Linked DNA regions of Mus musculus: regions 1, 2 and 3 are each linked to region 4. Evidence: chromatin contacts called from public HiChIP or PLAC-seq and promoter capture Hi-C data. All regions are on one chromosome and are shown on one strand. The core of a region is the stretch at or near the end of the contact, and the rest is flanking DNA. Distances in the headings are between cores, read along the strand shown. Region 1 holds the start of Epm2aip1 (EPM2A (laforin) interacting protein 1). Region 2 holds the start of Prkar2a (protein kinase, cAMP dependent regulatory, type II alpha). Region 3 holds the start of Celsr3 (cadherin, EGF LAG seven-pass G-type receptor 3). Region 4 holds the start of Camp (cathelicidin antimicrobial peptide).

Region 1 (6,533 bases), core at 249-2,748, 1.4 Mb before region 4:
TACCTGTCAGGATCAAATATTTTTTGATCTTCCTTAAACTGCTGTTTAAGTTCATCAACGATTATACTGAAGGCAGGAAAGTCTGTTAGATTTACTTCCTCCATATGTCTCTGAAGTGAACTCAGCTTACCCTCAAAGGTGCAGATGCGTTCAAAGGCAGCAGCAGCAAAGACTTTACTGATCTGCAGTTCTTCACTGATCTCTCGAAGATAGTCCATAATATCTACCAAGAAACCAAAATCACAAAGCCACTGCTTGTCTGAGAAATGAACTGTTGTTGCCCCCACTGAGACCAAGAACGCCTCGATTTCTTTTCTTAGTGAAAATATTAGTTTTAACGTTTTGCCTCTTCTCAGCCAGTTGTTCAAACACCGTCCGTTAACTCTTTCACCATGCTCTGACTCAGACTCAGTTAGTAGAGGCTGAAACTCCGGTCGCCTAACACCTCTGGTCTTAATCATAACTACCCATTCAGATATGGTATTTATGATCTGATTAATATCAACATCATAAGAACTCAACAGTTCCAAGTGAAGAAATCCCGAATAGTGGATTACGTTCCAACAGTTGGGACTCACGGCCTTCTCTCTCATGTAGGAGACCAGTCCGGAGTTCTCGCCGATCATCCTTAAAGTGTGGGTCGTGGTCAGTCCAACCATTCGCTGTAAGCTGAGCCCTGCTGTCTGCAGGGCTTCCAGAATTGCCGACATGAGAGCCCCAACACTGAAGTGATGAGTCAGGTTGATAATCGTCAGAAGATCTTCTTGCACCTCCAGGTCGCGGCCGACGCCACGGATGAAGACCAGCAGGTAGTTCTCATAGGCCACAAAAGCCTGGTCATCCAAAGCAAGGGAATAGGCCTTAAAGTCCCTGGCTCGGTTAAACAGCTGGCTGCGGAGGTTGCTGTCAATGCTCAGAATCCTCTGCCGTGTGATCTCTGGAGACAAGTCAATGCCTTCCAGGACGCCGACGTGATCCGGCAGCACCTCTCTCAGCAACACCTCCATGCACTGGTGTACGAAGTCACCCTCACCCCAGCCGCGACCCTTCAAGGCCAAGAAGCGGCAGAGGCCGAGGCCTGCCCGGGTCGCTCTCTCCTCCGGAGTGAGCACGGCGGCCAAAGACATGTCACCCTGCCGCAGACGCTCGACCAGGGCCGCGCGTTCCTCGTCCCCTACAAACCGCTCGTAGAATTCGTGCTCGGCCTCGTAGTGGCGCCTCACGTCGCGTTCCCGAGTAGAGGCGACCAGGCGGCGACACACCAGGCACAGGGCCCCGTCACCCTCCGCAGGCTCCACCACCAGGTATCGCTGGGTCCACTCGGGCCGGAACACCAGAGCCTCGTCGACTTCCATCCTAATCCTCTTGGGCGTCATCCACATTCTGCGGAGGCCACAGGAGAACGCCGAGCTCTGAGGCCGCAGCAAACGGGGAGGAGCCCGACGAACGCCAAGCACCCCCTGGGTTCTGCGCCAGATCACCCGAGCAGGGGTGCACCAGCCTCCGCCAGGGCACCTCCGTTCCTATTGGCTGGAGATTTCGTATTCCCTCAGCTCTCAGAAATGAGCCAATAGGAAGAGCGGACCGTGAACTTTGACGCGCAAGCGCGTTGCCTTCTAGCCTGGTGTCGGGCCGCTGTTTAGAGCGGGACAGAGATCCCAGGAACTGACGTGTAAAAGCGCTTGACTGGCATTCATGCTGCCCAATCAGCACTTGCCGCTGGGAAGACGGCGCAGGACTGCAGTCGGCCGAAGCTGAAGGAAGAACTTGAGCGTGAGGAGCTCGAGTGATTGGCTGACTGGGAACTCGGGCGCCAATATGGCGTTTGTAGCAGGAGTTATTCGGCGTCTGGACGAGACGGTAGTGAACCGCATAGCGGCGGGGGAAGTCATTCAGCGGCCGGCCAATGCTATCAAAGAGATGATAGAAAACTGGTACGGAGGGAGCGGAGCCGAGTTCCCCGACTGAGAGCCGGGGCGGGCCGACCCACCTGCTGCAGTCGGCCACCGTGCGGGGCACCGAGCACGGGGACCGTGGGGGCATCGGGCACAGGGACCCTGCGCGTGCCAGGCTGGTTTCCCATTATGCACACGGCCGAAGGTCCTCACGACTTGCGCGAGACCTGTTTGGGTCGCAAGTAGGGGAAGCACGCGTGGTATTGGTTTAATGGTATCTTCCTGGAGTATGCGGCTCGCCGCCACGTTACATACAACGAAGATGCGCGGCTGACGATGTGTGAATGTGTAAGGGTGGAAGAGAAACAGTCTTCAGAGTGTGCCATTTTAGGTTTATCATTCATTCCCGGAATAATCCCTACACATCCAAGGCACAGTTTCTTCTGAGTTTTATTCAGACGTATCAGGACATGGGGCTTTTTTTCTGACTCTCCTCTTGTCAAATTAGTGAGTGACCCTAGTCTGAGACTTAGACCTGCATCTGAGACTTAGACCCGTCAGGTTGTGGAGGGGAGAAGTTAAACGTGTACTGTTTAACCTTTAATAGGCACAGTGAATAGTATACCCCAAAGTAGACACACCACCAAATAAGTTCAAAAAGGACACTGTGTACATAAGGACTTTGTGTTAATATCAGTTGATGGTTGTGAAAGCCAAAGAAGACAAATGTTCAGAAGTGCACTGAAAAGACAAAGCATTCAGAACGATGACACTGAGATAAATGACCTCAGGCCCTCTTTGGGGTCCAAAGACCTTTATGCAGGAGTCACCTAAGACCATCGTGAAATTCTGATATTTACATTACAATTCAGAGCAATAGCAAAATTGCAGTTATGAAGTAGCAACAAAATAATTTTATAGTTAAGAGTCACCACAATGTAACAATGGGTCCCAGTTTTAAGAAGGTTGAGAACCACTGCCACAGGGAGGAAAGGAAACTGAAGAGATAACCAGAGGAAGGAGCAGGGAGCCCTCGGACATTTGATTTGGTGTCAATAGGCTGCCCTAGGATAGGTTTTGCTTTTACTGTGTTAGGATGACCTGGAGAACTTGTTCACTTAATTGTACTATGCCTGAATCACCTACAATAAAAAACTAAGCTTAAAAGTAGCATAGCAACGCATGCAAGCAGAGATTATGCACAGATCCTACTTAAATATTTAAGTCGAGGTTTTTGATACAGAGGTGCTAAGAAAAGTTTATTACTTAAGTAACTTACTGGCTTCTTGTTTTTAAAAAAGGCATTTTCCTGAGAGGAGTTGAAAGCTTCCATTTTTCATGTAGCCCCAGGTCAAATTTGTTTCCTGTGGTAGATATTCTATGAGCATAGGCTGCTCTGAAAATACAAGAGTTTCATTCTTTTAAAGATATTTTCCTCTTTTTAATTTAGTTTATTTTGTTTACTTATTTGTGTGATAGGGATTGTGTGTACAACACACTTGTGAAGGTCAGAGGACAACTTTGATTCTCTCCTTCCATCATGTGGGTCCCAGGGATTGAACTCAGGTCCTTGGTTGGTGCCAGGTGCTTTCGCCCACTCAGACATTTTGTAGTCCCTATTAGCATCTTCTTTCATTTTAAATTTTCATTTTATTTGTGGGGATGTTTTACCTGCATGTATGTCTCTGCACCATGTACATCGATTGCTCTCAGAGACCAGAGAGGGAGTCAGGTCCTCTGTAGCTGGAGCTACAGCTACCATGTGGATGCTAGGAATGAACTCTGGAAGAGCAGCCAGGACTCTTAATGGCTAAGCCATCTCTCCAGGTTCCAGCTCCTTAAGTCTCTTAAAGAAATTTCTGCATGGCAGTTTTTCTTTGCTTCATCATGAATGTGTTGAGGAAAACTGCATTTTTAAATGATGTTTATTAGAGTCACTTAGAAACCAGAGACTGATTAGAGTTGTTATAACAGTAAACGTAGTTGAAATGAGAGTAAGAGACACTTGTGCTGAAAGGACTGCCCTACAGGGACAGAAATGTGCTCTGTCCTTGCCACTTACGCAGGGTGTACATTCATACAGTACCCACATTGAGCTTGTAAGACAGAGAAAGCATGCAAGTCAAACACTGTGTTTGTTTGAAATTTGATGTTACAGTATATGCATCAGAGTAGTTGATATTACAATATGTGCATCAGAGTAGATGATATTACAGTATGTGCATCAGAGTGGTTGATATCACAGTATGTTCATCAGAGTGGTTGATATCACAGTATGTGCATCACAGTGGTTGATATCACAGTATGTGCATCACAGTGGTTGATATCACAGTATGTGCATCACAGTGGTTGATATTACAGTATGTGCATCACAGTGGTTGATATCACAGTATGTGCATCACAGTGGTTGATATCACAGTATGTGCATCACAGTGGTTGATATCACAGTATGTGCATCAGAGTGGTTGATATCACAGTATGTGCATCAGAGTGGTTGATATCACAGTATGTGCATCACAGTGGTTGATATCACAGTATGTGCATCACAGTGGTTGATATCACAGTATGTGCATCACAGTGGTTGATATCACAGTATGTGCATCAGAGTGGTTGATATCACAGTATGTGCATCACAGTGGTTGATATCACAGTATGTGCATCACAGTGGTTGATATCACAGTATGTGCATCACAGTGGTTGATATCACAGTATGTGCATCACAGTGGTTGATATCACAGTATGTGCATCACAGTGGTTGATATCACAGTATGTGCATCACAGTGGTTGATATCACAGTATGTGCATCACAGTGGTTGATATCACAGTATGTGCATCACAGTGGTTGATATCACAGTATGTGCATCACAGTGGTTGATATCACAGTATGTGCATCACAGTGGTTGATATCACAGTATGTGCATCACAGTGGTTGATATCACAGTATGTGCATCACAGTGGTTGATATCACAGTATGTGCATCACAGTGGTTGATATCACAGTATGTGCATCACAGTGGTTGATATTACAGTATGTGCATCACAGTGGTTGATATCACAGTATGTGCATCAGAGTGGTTGATATTACAATATGTGCATCAGAGTAGTTGCAACTGACCAAATTTTTTTCTCTGATTTGCCAGTTTAGATGCAAAATCTACAAATATTCAAGTGGTTGTTAAGGAAGGTGGCCTGAAGCTAATTCAGATCCAAGACAATGGCACTGGAATCAGGGTAAGCGAGGCCTGGGGGAGCCAGTTTTATGTGCTTCATGTCAAACCTCTAGCAAAGTGCAGGATCTCTTCCCAGCCTGGAGACTAGTCTTTTTCAGAAGGTATTTTAGATCAAAGGCTTGAACACTTCCCAATGATTAGTATTAAATTTCTATGTATATTGAACACTGTTCAAGGGATATGGTAGCGAACAAAATGGACAAAAATCCTTTGTTTTCTGATAAGTGTTTTCTGTCATATCCTTTGTTTTCTGATAAGTGTTTTCTGTCATAGTAGTGGGAATCAGGAAAAAATGAATAGTATGCCAGGTGCCATGAAGTACTGTACAGAAAACAGAAGCTGGGAGGAAGACCAGACCAGAGAGTGGCAGAGGATGTGACGTCCATTTATTGGTCATTCAGGAGGGCTTTAATATGGGTGCAAAACTTATGGAGAAAACGAAAGGACATCAAGGAGCAGGTTATAAAAGTGTTAAAAGGGTGAGTGTCTTAGGCAAAAAGAATAATAAGGACAAAATCATGAAGTAGGAGCATGCTTGAACTTGATGGGCCAGCAGGGAAGCCAGTGTATCTACAGCATGTTGAACAAGACCAGGGTAGTAAGACATGAAGGCCTACGAGAAAACGTTCTGGGCGTAGTAAAACGGGTGGTATTTTTGGCCACTGTGGTGGGATATAACTCAGTGATTGTAAGCAAAACAGTACATGATATGGTGGTGAGTTTTATTTAAAGCCTTTGAGTGGGCCTGGAGAGATAGCTCAGTGGATAAGAGCACTTACTGCACTTGGGGAGGAGCCATGTTCTGTTCTCAGTACCCATAGCAAGTGTCTGACGACAACTAGAACTCCAGTTTCAAGGGCTCAAATGGCCTCTGAGGGCACGTCATGTGTATGGTACTCATCCAGTCAGACACACACATACACATAAAACTAAAATTAAAAATGTTAAAATGACCTTTGCAAACGAGTTGCTGAAGGACAGCATAGAGACAGTTAGGAAGAAGACTCTTGTAGGAACCCAGGAGTGAGATGACAGTGCCTTGGGCCAGTTTGATGTATTTGAGATATAAGGAGCACTGAGATTCCTGAGTTCCCTCTAAGGACAAACTTCTCAGAATCTGCTGGTGTAGGGTATAAGAGGACTGACTGACTGAGAGTTGCTGTCTAGCATAACGGACAAGATGGTGAAAGAGAGGTTTGAAGGGAGAACAAGCAATTCATATGGGGCATGTTCAACATAAAGTGCCCTTTAAAGGGGTGGGGGGGGGTGTGCATGTGTGAGACAGAGTGAGAGGTGGGGGAGAGAGAGGGAGAGAGAGAAAGGGGAAGAGAGAGAAAGGGGGAGAGGGGGAGAGATTGAGAGGGAGAGAAGGGAGAGAGACTATGAATAATTTATAGGTTTGCAGATCA
Region 2 (5,879 bases), core at 25-2,524, 1.2 Mb after region 4:
ATATATATATAGGTAAAACAATAGTGAAAATATTGATAACTGTTGAATGTGAGCGGCAGGCAGTATTGGGGGAGGAGGTTCAGCTACTGAATGTGAGTGACAGCATTTAGGGAGGGGCTCAGCTCATCGTTCCTCTTATGTGTATGCTTATAAGGTTTTCATTGAGGCAGAGGTAGATAGTTGACCCCAAGTTCGAGGTCAGCTTGAACTACCTACTGAGTTCCTGCTTAATCAAGGCGATCGGCCTCGTCTCCAACAGTTTTCAGCAATAACTCTTCCAAAACGGAATTCTTTGCAAATGAAATGATCATCCGGTTTATTCGGGGCGAGCTGCCGGGTGCTGGTGCTCTTGTCTTCGGAAAGCAAGCAGGCTATGGGGTCTAAGGCAAAGAGGCAGAGCAGCTTCTGGCGGGACCGACTCAAGCTCCGCGCCACCACGCGGACCAAAGAACGCGCACGCTTCATTCAAGGCAGAATCTGACAAATCACTCTCCGTGAACGCTCGGGCTCAGAGAACCGCGGAGCTCAATTTGGAATGCTCACACGCCGGGGAACCCAAGCAGCTGGGCTGGAGAGCTCTCGGGTCTCGGCCCAGGGTAAGGCCGGGAGCCGAGCCCAGGGCACCCCTGGTCGGCCCTCGGGTCCCTCCCTGAACCCTTCACTCGGTGCCCACATCGCACCTCGGCCTTGCCCCGCCCGCCTACCTTCCAGATCGGCATCTTCCGAGTCCGAGTCACTCTCCCCGTCCTCCTCGATGACGGGGACTGCGCTGGACTCCTGCGTGTGAAAGGTCGTCGGGGAGACGATGAACGTGTCTGATTCCTGGCGGCGGGCCTCGCGCAGGCGTGTGAAGTACTCCACCGCGAAGTCGACGAGGTCGGGCGGCTGCTGCCGAAGCACCTCCACGGTGTAGCCCTGCAGCAGCTCCGTGAGCCCCGCGGGGATCTGGATGTGGCTCATGCCTGCGACGTCCGAGGGGCCCGGCGGGTCCGGGCGGCCGGCGGCTGCAACCTGCGCGCTCCCTCACGCCGGCCTGTCACTCCGCGCCCGCGGTCTCCCGCGCGGCCCGTCTCGGCCTTCCTCGCGTCGCGCCTTATTCTGGCCGGGTCTGAGTTTGTTGTGCGGGCCGCGCGACCCTTCCGCTAGCAAGCCAGCCTGGCGCCGCTGCTGTTGTCACCCGGCCGCAGCCGCCGCCGCTGCCGCCGCCGCGCCGCCGCCGCCGCGGGGACCGCCGGGCAGGCAAGCTGGACGGGCGCGGCAGGCGCCCGGGTTGTGACGCACGCGGCCGCGGGCGTGCGCGTCCCCGGCCAGGAGCTGGCCCAGAGTGCGCGTGCGCCGCTGAGCCTCCCGCTCTCGGAGCAGCCCATGGTCAAGGTGCGGGAGGCCCCGGAGATGAGGAAAGAGTGGCCCGGCTGCGAGGCGGGCTGGTTAGTGCGTCTCGCCTGGTCACAAAAACCTTTCACTCATGCTTTCGGAGCATGCTGCGAGCCTCTTAAAGGAGTGCCAGGGTCACTGAAGTGACACAGGACCACCTCACCTTGACCCCTGCTCTAGTGGAGGGCCAGAGGGCTTACTCTAGGGAACGACATTAATGCTAAGCCTAAAGTACTGAGCAGGTTTGCCCAGAGAACGATCTGGAGGAAAGTCCTGTACAACAGGAACAAAGACCTAGTCAAGTCAGAAGAACCACCTTGACTGACAGGTAGAACGATGCGTGCCTGACTGCCTGAGGTCCTAAGGAGTCTAATATGACGTCGTGAGATGTCAAAGGGGGAAGGCTTTGTAGGAAGTAAAAGTTTCAGTGAGATAGTCACTTGTGAGCCTCAAGCAGAGAAATAACCCTGAAAGAGCTCGCTCAGCCGATTGTGGGCAGTAAGAAAGCAGAATAATGCCAGGAGCTGGACAGACCTCGGGGCTTGTTCCTCCTTTTGGACACTTCCATCTTGGTCTTCAGGCCTAGACTTAGAGTCCTCCTTCCTCCCCACTCAACCCTGGGCCACACTACTTGGTGAAGTTGAGCAGACCACAGACCGTGTTGTCTTTTGCCTTTGGGAAGAGGGCAGAGGTGAACTAGAGAGGCACCTGCTGTTCCTCAACTTGTTTCCTCCTGTCACCAAACTTGAACAAAAGAAGTTACAGACCTTTCTGGAATATCCAGCCTAGGTGCTGGCCAAAGAGCCAGCGAGAATACTGTTCTCCCTCTCCCTGCCGGAACCAGCCAGCAACTCGTGAGCTTGGGAACCTGAAGGGTATTGGGATTGTTAAGCACCACCTGGTAATTAACCAGTATTAATTAAGATCTCCACTAGCACCGCCCATAAAGGCCTGGCACAAACCCAAAACCTCAGGCTGCTGGGAACTGAGCTGTGTATGGTGACAGGGGAACACCTTACTGAGGTACTCAATGTAGGGGCCAGTCCAGGCTGTAAGCTAGGTAGACCTGAGACTACAAACAGCTATGTGTCCCTGAATGTATGTTGAGTGGCGGCGAAGCAGTATCCAGCATGCTGGCTGGAGGCACTGACAGCATACTTGTGAAGACTGAATGAATGAATGAATGAATGAAGAAGGAACAAATGATACATTTCAGCAACAAAAGAAGCAGAAACTGCTCTCCTGACTTCAGTCTCATAATATGTATCATTTCTTTCAAAGCTGCTACATAATTCAAGTCTAGCCTGGGTTACATGAAACTATCTCAAATCAAAAACAAAAAAGCAAAGCAACACAGTGGAGATGGGTCTTCTCTTGAGCAGACTGGCTCTTTTTGGGGGGGTATGGGAGGAGGGGAGAGGTTGTTGGTTTGGTTTTTCAAAACAGGATTTCTCTGTGTAGTCCTGGCTGTTCTGGAACTCACTTTTTAGAGCAGGTTGACCTTGAACTCAGAGATCTGTCTCCTGAGTGCTGGGATTAGATGTGCACCACCACGGCCCAGTCTAGCCAACTCTTAAAAGTTTTCCAGGATTCAAATCTTGCCATTACAATCCAAAAAACCTAGATGTGACCCCCCCCACCACTGCACCATATTACCAAGGGAATTGCCTCTCTGCAAGCAACCCTACAGCCAAGCTTGTGGAAAGGTAAATTCACAACTCCAAGTTCCAGTCTTCCCACATTATCATGTCTTACATGTTTTAAATGGGGCACAGGCAAATGAAGAGTTAGGACTCTGACCTCAATTACAAAATAGAGAAGAGAAAGGTTGTTGACAGAGTTGGGTGTGGACAGGGTCTCCCGGTACACTGAAACCCTATTGGCCTCTGTCAGAAACAGTCTGGTTTTCCTGACCTGTTAAACAGATTCAGCACAGCCTAACCATCCATCTGTCCAACAGACAGCATTCAGAGGGCACCCTAACCTAGTATAGTAACACATCATTTGTAGATCCCATTACTCAGGAGAATGAGGCAGGAAAAAAAATCACTCTTGCACACAGGAATTTAAGACAAACCTAGGCAACACAGAGGAATCTCTATCTTAAATTAAAAAAAAAAAAAAAAAAAGCAGGCTAGAGCTGGAGATGTTCTTTCAGTGGTAAGAACAGTTGTTCTCATGAAGATCTGGGTTGGACTCCCAGAACCCACATACTGTCACAAACTATCCAGTTCCAGGGGAACTACAAAGGATACAGACCTCAACAGATGCAGTGAAGATACATTCGTGGAGGCAAAACATTCATCCATATAAATAAATCTAAAAGCAATTGTTTTAAAGAGGGACTAGGCTGTGACTCAGCAATAGAGGTTGTACTTAGCACCAAGCCTAAATGGGTTTAGCCACAACAAAATCCTCAAAGGACTGACATGAACAGAAATTAGACACCCTACAGCTAGCTGCTCCTTACCTTCCTCCATACAGAAGATTCACAGTGAAGTTAAATAGCTTGTAGTTCCAATCTGACTACCTCCCTCACTTCTAGGTTTCCAAAGGGAGGGTCTCTCTCTTCCCTGTCCTTCAATAATTACAGGAACAATGGCTGTCATGAATGCCCATTTATGCTAACTGAAAGGCCTTGTAACAAGAGAGCATCAGGGATCTAAGCCCTGCATCTTCAACCTTTGTCCTGAATGCCATCTTGCCTGCATCCAAGCCTGTCCAGCTACAGGACTAGCTGTTACCATGGCAACCAAACCCACCACTGACAAACAGCTGCTAAGAGCAAGTGACAATGGTGGGTGGAAAGGCCTAAAGCGGAGACCTTCAGAAGCAAAAGCCATCCAGCAGATGAGGCCCCTCATCCCATGTTGTCTTCCTCACAACCCTCAGGTAATGAACATCATTAGACCACCATACCACCAGCCACAGATACAGATATGAATACAATGAGGCTTGTTCTCATAGGCTTTTACAATTGCCATGCACAGTTTGCAGAGGAGGGACACAGGCAGTTTAGCACCAACAGCAGGGAGGGTTTTGATGAAAGCAAACTTAGGCAGGGTACCAACTGCTGTTTCCAGTAAAATAGTGAATTTCTTAGACTCTTTTTTTGGTTTGGTTTGGTTTGGTTTTTCGAGACAGGGTTTCTCTGTGTAGCCCTGGCTGTCCTGGAACTCACTCTGTAGACCAAGCTGGCCTCGAACTCAGAAATCCACGTGCCTCTGCCTCCCGAGTGCTGGGAGTAAAGGCGTGTGCCACCATGTCCGGCTTCCCTTTACTTAAAACCATCCCCCTTCCCGAGGGAAAGAGAAGCTAATACTCCTTGAAGCCTTGCCCTTGGCCCAGGTCCCAGCTTACTTACCTCATACCTTTCATCTACTAAGAGAACTCAGCAGAAACAACCCACTTAACCTGACTAGGAGGCCGTGTGACAACCTTGAACTCTTGATTCTCCTGTGCCCACCTCTGGAGAGTTAGGATTACAGGCATGTGTTATTATGTTCAGTTTATGCCGTGTTGAAAATGCTTGACACCGCTCTGACTGTGGTACATCCCACAGTCCAGCTCCTTAAGCTCCTCCAGTCTCCACCTGTTCACTGGAACCTGCTGGTTACCTGAGCACTTCTATGGCAGTCCCTCACTGACAGTCTTCGAAGTTCACTCATTACCTATGTTTTCTTTTGTTTTGTTTTACCTTAGAAGCATTCAGGAGCCTCTGGTTAGCAGGAGAGATGGGGAACTTTTCTCTGTCTTTACCCATCTGTCCCTTGGCCTACATGATGCCTCCCCTATGAGATTCAGTCTTTGATCTAGGTGGTCTATTTTAACAAACATCCTGTTCCAGGGAGCAGTTAATTCCCAGGCCACCTGTTTCTATACCTGCGAGTCAACCCCCTCTTTCCTGGGACATTGTGTCCCAAGAAAGTGTCAGCGTGTACAGCAGGCCTGTTGTCTGCTTTTGAGACACCTTAGGGCAAGGAAAGAAACTGGGAAGCTCAAGAAACAACACTGCAGGACCAGAACCTTTGTGTAGTTATCACAGCAGAGAAAGCAGAAAAGTGAGCCCTCAGGGAGCAGCCGGCCCTCAGGCCTTTTCAGTGCTAATCAGGACTCTACTTGACACTCTTGGCCTGACTCACAGGCCAGCTACTTGGGCCTTGACCCAGAAAACACAGGCAAGTCTCTCACAGCCTAGGTCAAGTCAGCTTCCAACATAACATCAAAAGCGTTTCTTCAGGCCATTTAGACACACCTGGACACAGGTCCCTCTGTTACCAGCTTGCTAAAGGTCTTTATAGATCTCTTTATCATAGCTGGGCTTTCTACATCTAAAAGTGAAAGTAAAACAAAAAAAATCGATGTAATTAAATATTGAGTTCAATGAGGATAGAATTGGGAGAACTGGGGAGAGGTAGGGCTCCCTTGCAGAATAGGTAGTCTTAGCGCTAGCATTGATGTGAATACACACCTTTCAGCAAGGACTACCAGTCAGCTATATTCAG
Region 3 (6,548 bases), core at 3,873-6,372, 1.0 Mb after region 4:
ATACACACCTTTAATCCCAGCATTTGGGAGACAGAGGGAGGCAGATCAGAGTTTGAGGCCAGCCTGGTCTATAGGGTGAGTTCAAGCCAGAGCTACATAGTGAGTGAGACCAGTCTCAAAAAACAAGAGCAAACAAACAAAACAAAGGAGGAAGAGGAAAGAAAGAAAAAAGATAAAAGAAAGAAAGAGACAAGGATGTGTTTTTGGAGGTGTTACAGATCTATCTTTGGCCAGAAAACTGCTCTCCCATGACACTGGATGAAATCCTGGACCAGTGAATGCTCAGTGGATTTCTCCAGAACTCTGGACCAGCAAGCTCCAGGAATATCAGGGACCTTGATGTCTACCCACACTCTGGGTCCTCTTTAGCATGCTTTAGTTAGCAAACTGCCTAACACTCCGGACTTGGGTTTTGTGACTTCAGAGTCCATTCTGAGATGAGAGTTTTGTTGACCTCAGATCTAGTGTGTGCTGGTTGGTCCAGAAAGGTTGGTTGTTGAGAGATCTGAGAATAAACTAAGAATGTGTCTTTGCTGAGGTGCCGGAAGTCCCCATCCCCCATCTGGGACAGAAAAGGTTCTCCAAGCCTCTGGCACCTTTAGAAGGTGGGACTTCAAGAGCATTTTCCACCTTGTGAAAGCCCAGGGAAAAGAAGGCCATTGGATTTCTGGACATTTTCCCATAGGAAAGGACCTTGGACTGCTCTTTGGAAAGCAAGGTGGGCCGACTTCCTGCACAACTTTCTTGAGGCTGCCAAAGTAAGCTGCTCTTCCTGGCCACTGAAGTAAGTGAGGGGCCAACAAGACCCAAAATAACCTTATCTAAAACATAGGCATGAAATAAACAACCTGACATTCTGGCTTCTCCTAGAAAGACACAAGCATCAAAAATAAAAATAAAAATCTCTGTTCCCTCCCCCTTTAAAGAGAGCAGAGCAATCCCTTTAGGAACTGTTATTTGCTGTTCTTAGATGCCTCAGAACCTTTAGGGTTCTGTAAAGACTGTCCAAGAACCTAAATAGAATCTCTGAGGTCTTACTGGGTACGAGAACTCATCACTTTGGGATTCTGTTTGAACCCTGACAAGTTAAGATTGTTAGGTTACTTGCCTACCCAGCACCCCTCACCTGTTACAGTTACCAGCATGGAGGCCACTAGTGGGCGGTTGTTGTCCAACTTCCTGCTGAGTCGAAGCTCCCCACTGGTCCGGTTGACCACCAGCAGCTGCAGTTCATTGCCCCTCTCAAAGGAGTAAAAGAGGTGGTCAGAGACATCCGGGTCATAAGCTGGGATTCGCCCAATGATGCCTGAGGGGAAAGTGTCGGAGCGGTTGGATACATAGTTGTTAAAGAGAATCTGGAAGTTGTTCAGCACAGGGCTGTTGTCATTCTGGTCGACTAGGCGCACATGTACAGTGGCCCGGCTGACCAGAGGAGCAGATGTGGCCTGCACCACAATCACATATTCCTGACGAGCCTCATAATCCAGGTCAATGAGTGCTGTGAGCTCTCCAGAGAAGATATCCATTTGGAACAACTCGGGGATGTTCCCTTCCACAATCTGGTACATTATATGAGCGTTGGGGCCATCATCGGGGTCCACTGCGGTGATCTGAGCCACCACGGATCCTACGATGCTGTTCTCCTTCACCCTCACTTCAAACTCCTCAGCTGGGAAGACGGGTGCGTTGTCGTTTACGTCCTGTACAGTCACCTGGATGCTGACTGGAGTCCTCAGTGGGGGCACACCACGGTCCACTGCGTAGGCAGTCAGCTCATACACTGGCACTGCTTCCCGGTCCAGTCGCCTCACAGTCCTGACAATGCCAGAGGTGGGCTCAATGGTAAAATCCCCATCCCCGTCTTCCCCATTCTGGAAAGTGTACTGGACGCGGCCATTGGCATGGGCATCCCTGTCAGTGGCTGAGATCTGCAGGACACTAGTGAAAGGTGGCGCATCCTCGGAGACCAGGCCTGTATAGTGAGAGGCCACAAACTGAGGAGCATTGTCATTCACATCATTTACCATTACCTCCACGTAGGTGGTATCTGCTTTCTGTGGTATACCATTGTCCCGAGCGGTTATGGCCAGTGTATAGGTCACTTGGTCCTCATAGTCCAATGGAGCTTGCAGCGTAATGGCCCCAGAGTCAGCATCAATTCGGAACTGGGGCAGGTTGTCTTCCAGAAGGTAGGTGATGCGGGCATTTTCACCTACGTCATCATCAGAAGCACTGATGACCACCACAGTGCTACCCACTGGGCGGTCTTCATTCATGCTCACCGAGTAGTGGGCACTTTGAAAGACAGGCCTGTGTGTGTTGGCATCTGTGATGTTGATATGCACATAGCAGTGGTCATGAAGGGCACGATCAGATGCAGTAAGCACCAGCTTGAAGTAGCGTTCCTGCTTGTAATCCAGCGGCAGAGCCAGTGTCACCAGGCCCACACCACCCTGGGTGCTGATGGCAAATCGGTTCCGAGTGTTGCCACCCGTGATTTGGTAGCTGATGGCGCTGTTAGCATCTCGATCTACCGCAGTCACACTGACCACACTGGTGCCTACAGCTGCGTCCTCATTGAGCCGAAGGTGGTACTCTTTCATGGTGAACTCAGGCCGATTGTCATTGACATCCAACACAGTTACGGTGACACTGGCTGAAGCAGAGAGTGGGGGTGAACCATGGTCTCGAGCCTCCACACCAAAAAAGTAATGTTCCACAGATTCACGGTCCAGGGGACCGCTCACAGAGACCCAGCCAGTGGCACTGTTTATCACAAAGGGTGTGTCTGATGCCACACCAGTTAGAGAATACTCTAACCTGGAGTTCTCCCCATGATCTGCATCCACTGCTTGAATGTGAATTACTGAGTGACCCAGGGGTGCATTTTCCAAAACAGAGACCTGAAAGGGTGTGCTGACAAAGATAGGAGCATGGTCATTGATGTCTACCACCTGGATGCTTGCCAGGCCCGTGTTGTTGGACAAAGGTGGCCGGCCTGCATCTTGTGCCCGGATTCGCAAAGCGTACTCTCTCTCTGCCTCAAAGTCCAGGGGTGCCATTACCTGTATCTCACCCGTGAGACTGTCGATGGCAAAATGGCCCCGGCTGTTGCCGCTGATAATGTTATAATGCACCAAACCATTGGCATCCTTGTCCTTGTCCGTGGCCGTGACACGTAGCACCACCGTGTGAGGGCGCACATCCTCACGCACCTGTGCCACATAGCGCTTCTCGCTGAACTGGGGCGCATTATCATTCTCATCCAGCACAGTTATGTGCACTCGCACGGTGGCTGAACGTGGCCCAGGCTCCTGGCCCTGGTCACTAGCCTCTACTACTAGCTCATAGCTTTCCATGTGTTCCCTGTCCACGCGGCCACTGGTGCTGATAAGACCCGAACGTGGATCAATCTCGAAAGCAGCGGCGGCTGCGGTGCGCACAGCTGGCGATCCCACGAAGCGGTAGCGCAGGTTGGCGTTAGGTGGCGCGTCGCCGTCGGTGGCACGCAACTGCAGGATGGGGTAACCTTCTTCCACATTCTCACGAAGTGTTTCCCGATACTGGGCTTGCTCAAACACTGGCGCGTGATCGTTGCGGTCAGCTACTGTCACCGCCACCATGGTGGTAGCTGAGAGGCGCGGTGAGCCGTGGTCCTGTGCTGTTACTCGAAGGTAGTGGCGTTCCATACTCTCACGATCCAGAGCGGCAGCCGTGCGGATGAGGCCACTCTGAGGATCAATACTGAAAAGCTCCAGCGAGCGGCTGTTCATGAGCGCCGCCAGCGAGTAGATGAGGCGCCCGGCCTCGCCTGGGTCCGGGTCTTGTGCCACCACGCGCAGTACTGATGTGCCCGCTGCCTCATTTTCAGGTACCAGTGTCTGGTAGTTGTATTGAGGAAACTGCGGGTGGCGGTTTGCAGCACGACGAGGACGAGCCTGGTTAGTTGAGAGTATTTGCTTGGCTTCAGGACCAGTCGGAAACCCGGGAGGGCGCGGCCCAGGGCGCTCAAAGAGGAAACGGCGGCGGAAGAGACCGCGGGAGCGCATGCGCCCGGGAGCTGTCCGAGACTCGCGAGGTGCTGAACCCGGCGTAGGAGCTGTCCTCACAGCACGTGGTGCTGAATCCTCCCCCAGGCCAGATCCTAAAGAGCCGGGGAGGCAGTCCCGCCGAAAGGGTCCCCTGTCCACTGTGGAAGTCGCGGATCTCTCACCCTGACCCTTGTGTCCTGGCTCCCACAGCTTCCCGCAGCAGCGAGAGGTTTCCACTCTTTTGCGGATGCTTCTCCTAGCATTACGCTGGAAGGCCACTGGCCTGGAGCCATCAGGCTGAGCCAGAAGTTCTGAAGGGTGAGGAGAGCTGTTCCTCAGATCAGAATCCCCTGGGGACAGAGCATCGAGTGGCAGGCTACCTCTTCGTAAAGGCCCTGTCCGCCCACAAGAGGAGATCTCTGGGTGCCAACATAACAGATACCCTGGACCCTGACCTGCCTCTTGCTCGCGACTACCCAATGCCTGGACCACCACCTCCGCGTTTGGTTGCTCAGGGGCCCCTCGACCATTCCGGGCGTTTTGCCTACCTACTCGGAGCCTCATGAAGACAGGCTCCCTGACCCCCAGGCCAGGATCTCCATCTTCCCAGACGCCGGGAGATTCGGGACAAAGAGCTACGGCTCCACTGCCGATTTGCGCTCTTGGCCCAGTAGTAGTAGCAACCCCTGGGTCCCAGTCCTGGTCCCCACCGCCCCCCAGCTCCTCCCGGCTAAAAGGGAACAAAGAGAGGAGAAGGAGCAGTAGTACCGGGGTCGACGGTCCCGGGAGACCCCACCATAGAGGCCGCCTCGCCATCACCCCCGCCTCCCGTCACGGCCTCCGCCGCCCCCCGCCCGGGTCCGGGCCTTGGGCCCGCCCCGCTGCTCTGGCCCCCTCCTGGGCCCCTGCCGCCGCCCCGGCCCTCCGCCCCTCTGCCCGTCGCTCCGCGCCGCCACTGCTCTCTGGGCACCATCTACTCCGCGGCCAGAGCCCCTTTGGCATACGGCCCCGGCTTTTGCCGCCCCCACCACAGCATCCCCGACGCCGCTGCCGCCTCCCGACGCTCCAACATGGCTCCCGGCCGCTCCGATGGTTTGCTCCACCTCCGCCCCGATGCCCCAAACCTGGTGGTACAGCCCGTCGCGCATGGCAGTTCTGGCGACTGAAGCCGTTACCGCCATCTTTATTGAGAACAGAAGTGCTGCCCACGGTGCTGAACGGAGCTGGGAGTTTCTCCGCTACTCTGCCACCGCCCTCCCTCTCATCCTAGTGCGCTATTCCAGCGTGGCTTCCTAGTCTTTCTTCAGACCGAGAATCTCGTCTCCCTTTAGAGCGCTAGTTCCGAGCCCTAACACCCATTTTGGTTTGAAAATGTGCTGTCATCGGTCTGGGAAGGGTTACCATATAGAATCCTGGGACTGTGAAAATAATGGCCAGACACCGGCCTGGTTCAAACAATAGCGTTAACTGTTTATTAACAAGTTTAACTTATGAGAAACATGTCGCAAAAATCTCCTTGTTTGCTCCTACAGAACAGGATCTGAAAACGACCCTTCTGAGACAGGAAGAGAAGCCAACTCTTCTCCGCCACGAGAGTCACTAGCGGTCTCCCAGACTTGGGAGAGACACCACGTCTCTCTAGGCTATGGTTCTTTCCAGTGTTCTGAGATGCCACGTGGAACCCAGGGTTGTACAACTGTGGACCCAGCTTCCTCAGATCTCCGCCCCCTCGCCTGCGACAACTGCATCCTTTAACCCCTTGAAGAACCCGACAGAAGCTCAGTTCTCCCTAGTCCTGGTCCAGTCTAGCTTTCCGTCCAACTCCTGGCACGCGCGCATCTCAACCAACCAATAGCTAGATGTGGCGCAACAGACGTCACAGAATCCTAGAGAAAGGCGGCGCATTCCAATTAGAGTGTCATTGTTTCTATTGGCACAATGGGAGACCCCGCCCCTCTCGGAGGACTCCATTGTATGCGGGAGGTAGGAGGGCCTCGCGGGTTCCACGCTAGCCAGCAGAAATAATCCAAAAGACGCGCTATATTGATCAGCCTCCAAACTTGGCATCGGTGATGAGCTGCAACGCAAGGTGCAGGGGACTCATTCATTCTGACACCGAGACAGGAGTCAGGCCTAGGACCCCAGAACATTGCCCTGGGTGCGGTTCCCCCGGCTGAGTGGTTACTACTTCAAACAGTCCAAGAACTCCTGGCCAAGACCTCTGGCCCGCCCCCAAATGGTAGCTATGACATCACCAGCAACCAATCAACGCATTCTCTCGCTCCTGGGTTTCTTTGCTTCGGGGAGGTTTGGCTCACTCGGGTTGCACTGGACGAGGCTGCTGTGATCTGACCCATGGGTATCAGCTGTAGTGTTTGGGGTCGTTAAGTCTTAAGACTCAAGTCAGAGTTCCGTGACAGATACACCATTTGTGCGTGTAGGTGGACTATGTACAGCGGCACTAAAGAAAGTACTCCGTAGGATTGTAGTTCCTGACTAGAGAAGAGAGGAGCGGGA
Region 4 (6,137 bases), core at 1,901-4,400:
ATATGAGTACACTGTTGCTCTCTTTTAGACATACCAGAAAAGGGCATAAGATCCCATTACAGATGGTTGTGAGCCACCATGTGGTTGCTGGGAATTGAACTCAGGACCTCTGGAAGAGCAGTTGGTGCTCTTAACCACTGAGCCATCTCTCCAGTCCCTTGGATTCCTTATGTTTACTTTCTTCCTTTGTTCAGGAAAGTGATGTTTATGGTTGTGTGGATAGTGGAGGTCTACAAGAAATTTATAGTCTCAAACAGTTAAAAAAAATGATTCAATAGGTGCTGGAGGAATTGCTCAATGGTAGAGCATAAGCTGCTCTTGCACAGGACCCAAGTTTGATTTCCAGCACCCATGTGGCTCACAACCACTTCTAACTCCAGCCTCGGGGGCAGCATTGGCTGTACTCATGGGCATAGAGTCACATGTAAACAATCTACACACACACACACACACACACACATACACACACGGCATGCGCGCGCGAACACACCAACATAAACACATACACACTTACACTAAACAAAACACGACAAACCAACAAAAAGCTAGTGTGATAGCAAAATTGACTTTCAGGTTAACCTGGGCTACATAAGATCCTGTCTCAAAATAATAAAATAAAATGACCAACCTAATGTTACAACTACATTGAGGCCAAATATAAACTGAAAACTTTAATTGAAATAGTGCAGTCTTACATACTTTAGCATCAGTAGTTCAAATAAACAGAAATAGCCACCACATGAAACCTGGAACCCAGAAGCTGAGTGAACAGAGCAGTGAGTTGAGTGGCTGGTGTGTGTGGCATTCTGGCACCTGAAAGTGCAGAGGGTCATGGTAAGAAGGACTCCAGGTAAGAGGGTCATGGTAAGAAGGTCGCCAGGCGTTGGTGGTGCACGCCTTTAATCCCAGGACTCAGGAGGCAGAGGCAGGCGGATTTCTGAGTTCGAGGCCAGCCTGGTCTACAGAGTCAGTGCCAGGACAGCCAGGGCTACACAGAGAAACCCTGTCTCGAAAAAAAAACCCAAAAACCAAAAAAAAAAAAAAAAACCCAAAACAAAACAAAAATTAAAAAAAGAAGGACGCAGGTCCTGATGTGAGCTAGAAGGCGTATGTGCTGCTGACAGTAGGAGCTCCAATGGCCACGCCAGTGACGTCAGGGAGCCCCTGGCCAGCTGTGTCGAGGATTTCTATGATTGGGGGAGATGAAATCCAGAGATTTTGATAACAACTCAGGTGAGGGAAAGCTGGGGCGAAGCCAGGTGGGGGTGTGGGAGAGGAGGGGGGAGTGTCCCCAGAGGAAGAAGGAATCATTAGGTCGCTCTTCTGGCCTTGAGATCTGGACTCAGGCAGTGGGTACTAAGCAATCAGGTACGAGGCCCCATGGGAATCTTTTTTTTTTTCTTATGGCTTAAAAAAAAAAAAAAGTTGGATTGGAGGGTTGCTCAGTGCTAAGCAGCACTTGATATTATTTCAAGTAGGTTTCTATTAACAGCATCGAGAGGCTCACAATTGACTGTGAACTTTAGCTCTAGGGGCCCCATTGCCTTCTTCTGGCTCCAGGCACCCACATTTACATGGCACACACTCACATAGACACGTATTTCTTTAAATGTTAATTTATCTATCTATCTACCTATGTATCTATTTACTTCTGAGGCAGGCTTTCATTGCAGTCCAAGTTGGCCTCAAACTTGATGTAGCTAGAGATGACCTTGAAGTTCTGGTCTTCCTGTCTACGCTTCCTAAGCGATGCGATTACCAGCCTGTACCAACGTGAACAGTTTATGTGGTGCTGGGATTTGAACCTGGGGCTGTGTATGTTGTAGTCAATCACTCTATGACTGATTATATTCCCAGGCCCATTTCTTTTTTTGGGGGGGGGGTTGGAATAGGGTCTCACTTGGTAGCCCAGTAAGGCTTTGAGCTCACAGTTGTCTTCCTGCCTCAGGCTTCTGGCAGTTGACATAATAGGCATGAGCCACCATTCCTGCATTTATAGGAACCGTGAACTCAGAGAGTCAGGTCACATAGGCAATGGGGCCCCTAGAGCTAAAGTTCACAGTCAATTGTGAGCCGACTCACTGTAACTTATGTTCTGAGAGGTGCTGTGCCTCGGAAGACCTGACTCCTAGGGACAGAACTGGCCCAAGATGTAACCCTCAAGCTCTAATGTTAAGAAAACAGCCCTTGGAGGCAAAGCGAGGGCGACAGGGCAGGGACAGGTCCCTGAGACAGAGGAGTAATCTAAGCTCTCATGGAGTAAGACAAAGTTTGAGGGTAGTCACTGGATCCAGAAAAGCCTGGCCAGCAGGGGTTTTAAGGGAAAGAACAAGTCAGAAATACTGAGTCAGTGTAGTCCGGGCTTTGGCTAAAGGCCACATTTACAGGAGGATAGGGACATTTTTGTCTTGAGAAAGGCAGCTGAGAAGGATCCAGGAGAGGTGTGGTTGCTGCTGCTGGACTAGGTGATGTGTCTAGAAAGCCATGATTGGTACCATGGATGCCGTCATGCTTCCATGATGAAGCATAGCCCCAGGTTCAAGTCCCAGCACCATACAAACTGTTCACATTGGTACAGGCTGGTTAGCACATCACTTAGGACGTGGTAATGCTTGGTTACCAGTCTCAACCTCCTCTTGACCCTGTGCTTCCAGACCCTTCAACTGCCCTGAGGATCGGAGCCAGAGAACAGGCCTTGAATGGCAGGGACAACTTCTTTCTTGAGGGATGGGGGTGGGGTGGGGTGGGGCAGGGTCTCTGGTTGGGTTGGCCACTGTCACTTACTCAAATGTCCAGAGAGTCAAATAGTGAACACTAAATCTAGGCTCACTCCTAAGGAATAGACAGTCACTGGCTCTCTTCCTTTCTTGGGGTTTTACCCCGTTGAGCAATACTGGATATGATAGTCCCTCTGGGGCCCAGGAGAAGCCAAGGCCATCTCAGGAAGATGGGGAAATTATTTCTTCATTTGGCAGGCTAGCTGACTTCACTCACTGCCCAGAGTCTCATGAGGCAATGAGAGTCTGAAGCAAGCGCTAGCCCCCCCACACCCTGGCCGGCAGCCAGGGGCAGGGTGGGCCAGGAAGGCTTCTGTTTGAAACTTTGCTGGATCAGGTTCAGGATGAGAATAAATGAGGCTCTCCTGGCCTGGAGGAGGCAGTCTTGGGAACCATGCAGTTCCAGAGGGACGTCCCCTCCCTGTGGCTGTGGCGGTCACTATCACTGCTGCTGCTACTGGGCCTGGGGTTCTCCCAGACCCCCAGCTACAGGGATGCTGTGCTCCGAGCTGTGGATGACTTCAACCAGCAGTCCCTAGACACCAATCTCTACCGTCTCCTGGACCTGGATCCTGAGCCCCAAGGGGTGAGGCAGAGGAAGAGCCAAGATCTAATCCTTTTAGCGTCGTCTCTCCTTTTCTCAGGAGAAACTCCATAAATCTGTGCCTCTTTCCAGGCTGTCGGCTTTCAGCCTTTGGGATACTTGCTGTGGCACAAGATGCCTGGGGCTTCCATTCCAGGGACGGGGGTAGGGGCGTCGGGGGCAGAATCACTAGCTCTGGGATTGGCTCCCTTTGCTCTTCGTTTTTCCATATCCATTGAGGAACCCTACCTAGCCTTGAGGTTCCCAAGGACGTGCCTGATCCTCTAAGACCCTGTCCTTTTCCAGAAGGGGAGCTGCTCTGCGTTATAGCTGGCTGAGGGCTGTTCCCATTCACTGTGTGTGGGGGGAGAAAGGAGGGGGCTCCTTTTCTCTTCCCTCTGTACTTCAGCACTCGATCCTGTCTCAGCACTCAGCACGTGGTGATGGAGGGTCACCATGTTGGTACGCGTCAAGAAACCGATCCTTGAAGTTGAGACTGGGCCTGAGACGAGTCTCCTTACTTTCTCTCCTGACCAGGACGAGGATCCAGATACTCCCAAGTCTGTGAGGTTCCGAGTGAAGGAGACTGTATGTGGCAAGGCAGAGCGGCAGCTACCTGAGCAATGTGCCTTCAAGGAACAGGGGGTAAGGCAGAGGGCTGGGGGTGGGGGTCCCTCTTGTGGAACTAGTCAAGGAGTCCCCAGGGACTTCCATCCAGTAGACTAGGGTTTAGGGCTTATGGCAAATGAATTCTAGTTTGACCATGGGCTTTCCCTTCTAAGGTGGTGAAGCAGTGTATGGGGGCAGTCACCCTGAACCCGGCCGCTGATTCTTTTGACATCAGCTGTAACGAGGTGAGTAGGATGCAGGGCACGGTGAGGGGATGGAACACGGGTTATCCTGCGGACCAGTTAGTTCCTATTCCTACCTAGAGCAGAAAGAAGAGCCCCCCCCCCCAACCCCCTTGGCTCCTCCCTTGAGCCTGAACTTTAAGACTGGTTCTGTCATCCCTTAAAGTAGCGATTCTCAAAAGTTTGGCTCTTACTTGGGAGGCAGAGGTGGGAGGATCCCTATGGGTAGCCTTATCTACATAATGAATTCCAGGCCAGACATGGCTACATAGGAACTCAGATAGTTAGGGATGCAGATTCTTAGGCCTCGCTAAGACTGTTAGGACTCCAGGGTGAGGACTTTTTCACCGGGATCAAACACAACCTGCTGGATATTCCGAATTCCGCTGAAGCACAGAGCACTCTCTTAAGAGTATCTTCTCAGCCGGGCGCGGTGGCGCACGCCTTAAATCCCAGCACTCGGGAGGCAGAGGCAGGCGGATTTCTGAGTTCGAGGCCAACCTGGTCTATAAAGTGAGTTCCAGGATAGCCAGGGCTACACAGAGAAACCCTGTCTCGAAAAACCAAAAAAAAAAAAAAAAAAAAAAGAAGAAAGAAAAAAGTATGTTTTCTCAGATCCTTGGGAGCCCCTTGCTATTCCCAGACCCCGAGTTCTCATCTTTTATTGAGGTTAAGGATCCAACTGCGTGTCCCAAAGGCTGAAAAGGGTCTAGAGGCTCTTGGAGTATCCCAGAAGTGTGGTCTAGGTGGGGAAGGAACTTGGGTGGCCCTGGGACCAGCCTCACAAGAAACCCACTTCTTCTTGGTACACAGCCTGGTGCACAGCCCTTTCGGTTCAAGAAAATTTCCCGGCTGGCTGGACTTCTCCGCAAAGGTGGGGAGAAGATTGGTGAAAAGCTTAAGAAAATTGGCCAGAAAATTAAGAATTTTTTTCAGAAACTTGTACCTCAGCCAGAGTAGTAGGCCTGCCTTGGCCTGTTTCTGGATTCCTAAAATAATAAACTTGGTAAAAGAAACTTCTCTCAGTGGCTTTTGTATTCATCTAGTCTTTAACTGTGGAGGCTTTCTGAGCCCATGTACATGCTATAATCTTATGTGCTCTATGTGTGAGAGAAAGAGGAAGAAAGCTGTCCATTCAGGAGGTGTATGTAAGGCACACAGCAAGTCTTCCACTTACATTTATAGCTGGGCAGTGGGAGTGCTCATCTTTAATCCCAGACCTTGGGGGGTAAAGGCAGGTGGATCTCTGAGTCTGAGGTCAGCCTGGTCTACAGAGCAAGTTGTAAGATAGCCAAGGATACACAGAAAAACCCTGTTTTGAAACCCATTCCCCATCCCGACCCCTGCAAAAAATCTATTAGCTGGGTAGTCCACACCTTTAATTCCAGAACTTGGAAGTCAGAAGCAGGTGGATCTCTGGGTTCAAGGCTAGTCTGGCCTATAGAGTGAGTTCCAGGACAGCCAGAGCCAACCAGAGAAACCCTGTCTTAAAAAACCAAAGGGGGGGGGGGAGAAAGAAAAAGAAAAATGATTTATGTGTTTGCACACATGCTGCTCCCTGCAGAGGCTAGAAGAGATATCAGATCCTCTGGATCTAGAGTTTCAGGCAGTTGTGAAGCCCTCAAGTCCCCTTGCCAGATGTAGGTGCTGGGAACGAAACCCAGGGTCTTCTGCAAGAATAGCGGGTGCCTTAACCACTGATCCATCTCTCCAGTCCCAAAAACATCCATTTATTGCTTACCTATGTTTGACCTAACATCTGTACGACTGTCAGGTAAAATATTTTTAGGAATGCTGGTGGTGGTGCACACTTTCAGTCCCAGCACTGGAGAGGTAGAGGCCAGCCTGGTCTACAGAGATAGTCCCAGGAAAGCCAAGGCTACAGAGAAACATTGTCTCAAAAAAACAAAAGGAAACCAAATATAT

What was found. Promoter capture Hi-C pulls out the DNA fragments that hold promoters and counts their contacts. HiChIP or PLAC-seq counts read pairs in DNA pulled down with a chosen protein or histone mark.
Region 1: a contact with region 4 is called in a promoter capture Hi-C map of neutrophils, with 3 times the contacts expected there. The contact joins the promoter of Epm2aip1 here to the promoter of Camp in region 4. A contact is called at or near these places in 5 of 39 promoter capture datasets (the 3T3-L1 cell line, liver, neutrophils and 1 more) and 2 of 115 datasets of contacts at active chromatin or transcription factors (double positive thymocytes and regulatory T cell precursor).
Region 2: a promoter capture Hi-C map of the HPC-7 cell line shows a contact between it and region 4, with 4 times the contacts expected there. The contact joins the promoter of Prkar2a here to the promoter of Camp in region 4. A contact is called at or near these places in 4 of 39 promoter capture datasets (the HPC-7 cell line, hippocampal neurons, liver and 1 more).
Region 3: an H3K4me3 HiChIP or PLAC-seq map of embryonic forebrain shows a contact between it and region 4, with 8 times the contacts expected there. The contact joins the promoter of Celsr3 here to the promoter of Camp in region 4. A contact is called at or near these places in 6 of 39 promoter capture datasets (cranial neural crest, embryonic stem cells, hippocampal neurons and 3 more), 2 of 115 datasets of contacts at active chromatin or transcription factors (embryonic forebrain and pro-B cells) and 2 of 9 other capture datasets (adipose tissue and liver).

Annotation. Positions count from the first base shown.
Region 1 is chr9:111,266,810-111,273,342 of GRCm38.p6, reverse strand. It overlaps Epm2aip1 (EPM2A (laforin) interacting protein 1), which reads right to left and starts at 1,498. Exons shown (of 1, transcript NM_175266.4): 1 at 1-1,498. The coding sequence starts at 1,382. It overlaps Mlh1 (mutL homolog 1), which reads left to right and starts at 1,735. Exons shown (of 19, transcript NM_026810.2): 1 at 1,735-1,934; 2 at 5,035-5,125. The coding sequence starts at 1,819.
Region 2 is chr9:108,687,538-108,693,416 of GRCm38.p6, reverse strand. It overlaps Prkar2a (protein kinase, cAMP dependent regulatory, type II alpha), which reads right to left and starts at 1,274. Exons shown (of 11, transcript NM_008924.3): 1 at 705-1,274. The coding sequence starts at 960.
Region 3 is chr9:108,824,619-108,831,166 of GRCm38.p6, reverse strand. Celsr3 (cadherin, EGF LAG seven-pass G-type receptor 3) reads right to left here and starts at 5,122. Exons shown (of 36, transcript NM_001359572.1): 1 at 1,127-5,122. The coding sequence starts at 4,847. Gm35025 (a long non-coding RNA gene) reads left to right here and starts at 5,047. Exons shown (of 2, transcript XR_871161.3): 1 at 5,047-6,548.
Region 4 is chr9:109,846,469-109,852,605 of GRCm38.p6, reverse strand. Camp (cathelicidin antimicrobial peptide) reads left to right here and starts at 3,150. Exons shown (of 4, transcript NM_009921.2): 1 at 3,150-3,363; 2 at 3,898-4,005; 3 at 4,143-4,214; 4 at 5,025-5,229. The coding sequence starts at 3,172. The coding sequence ends at 5,171.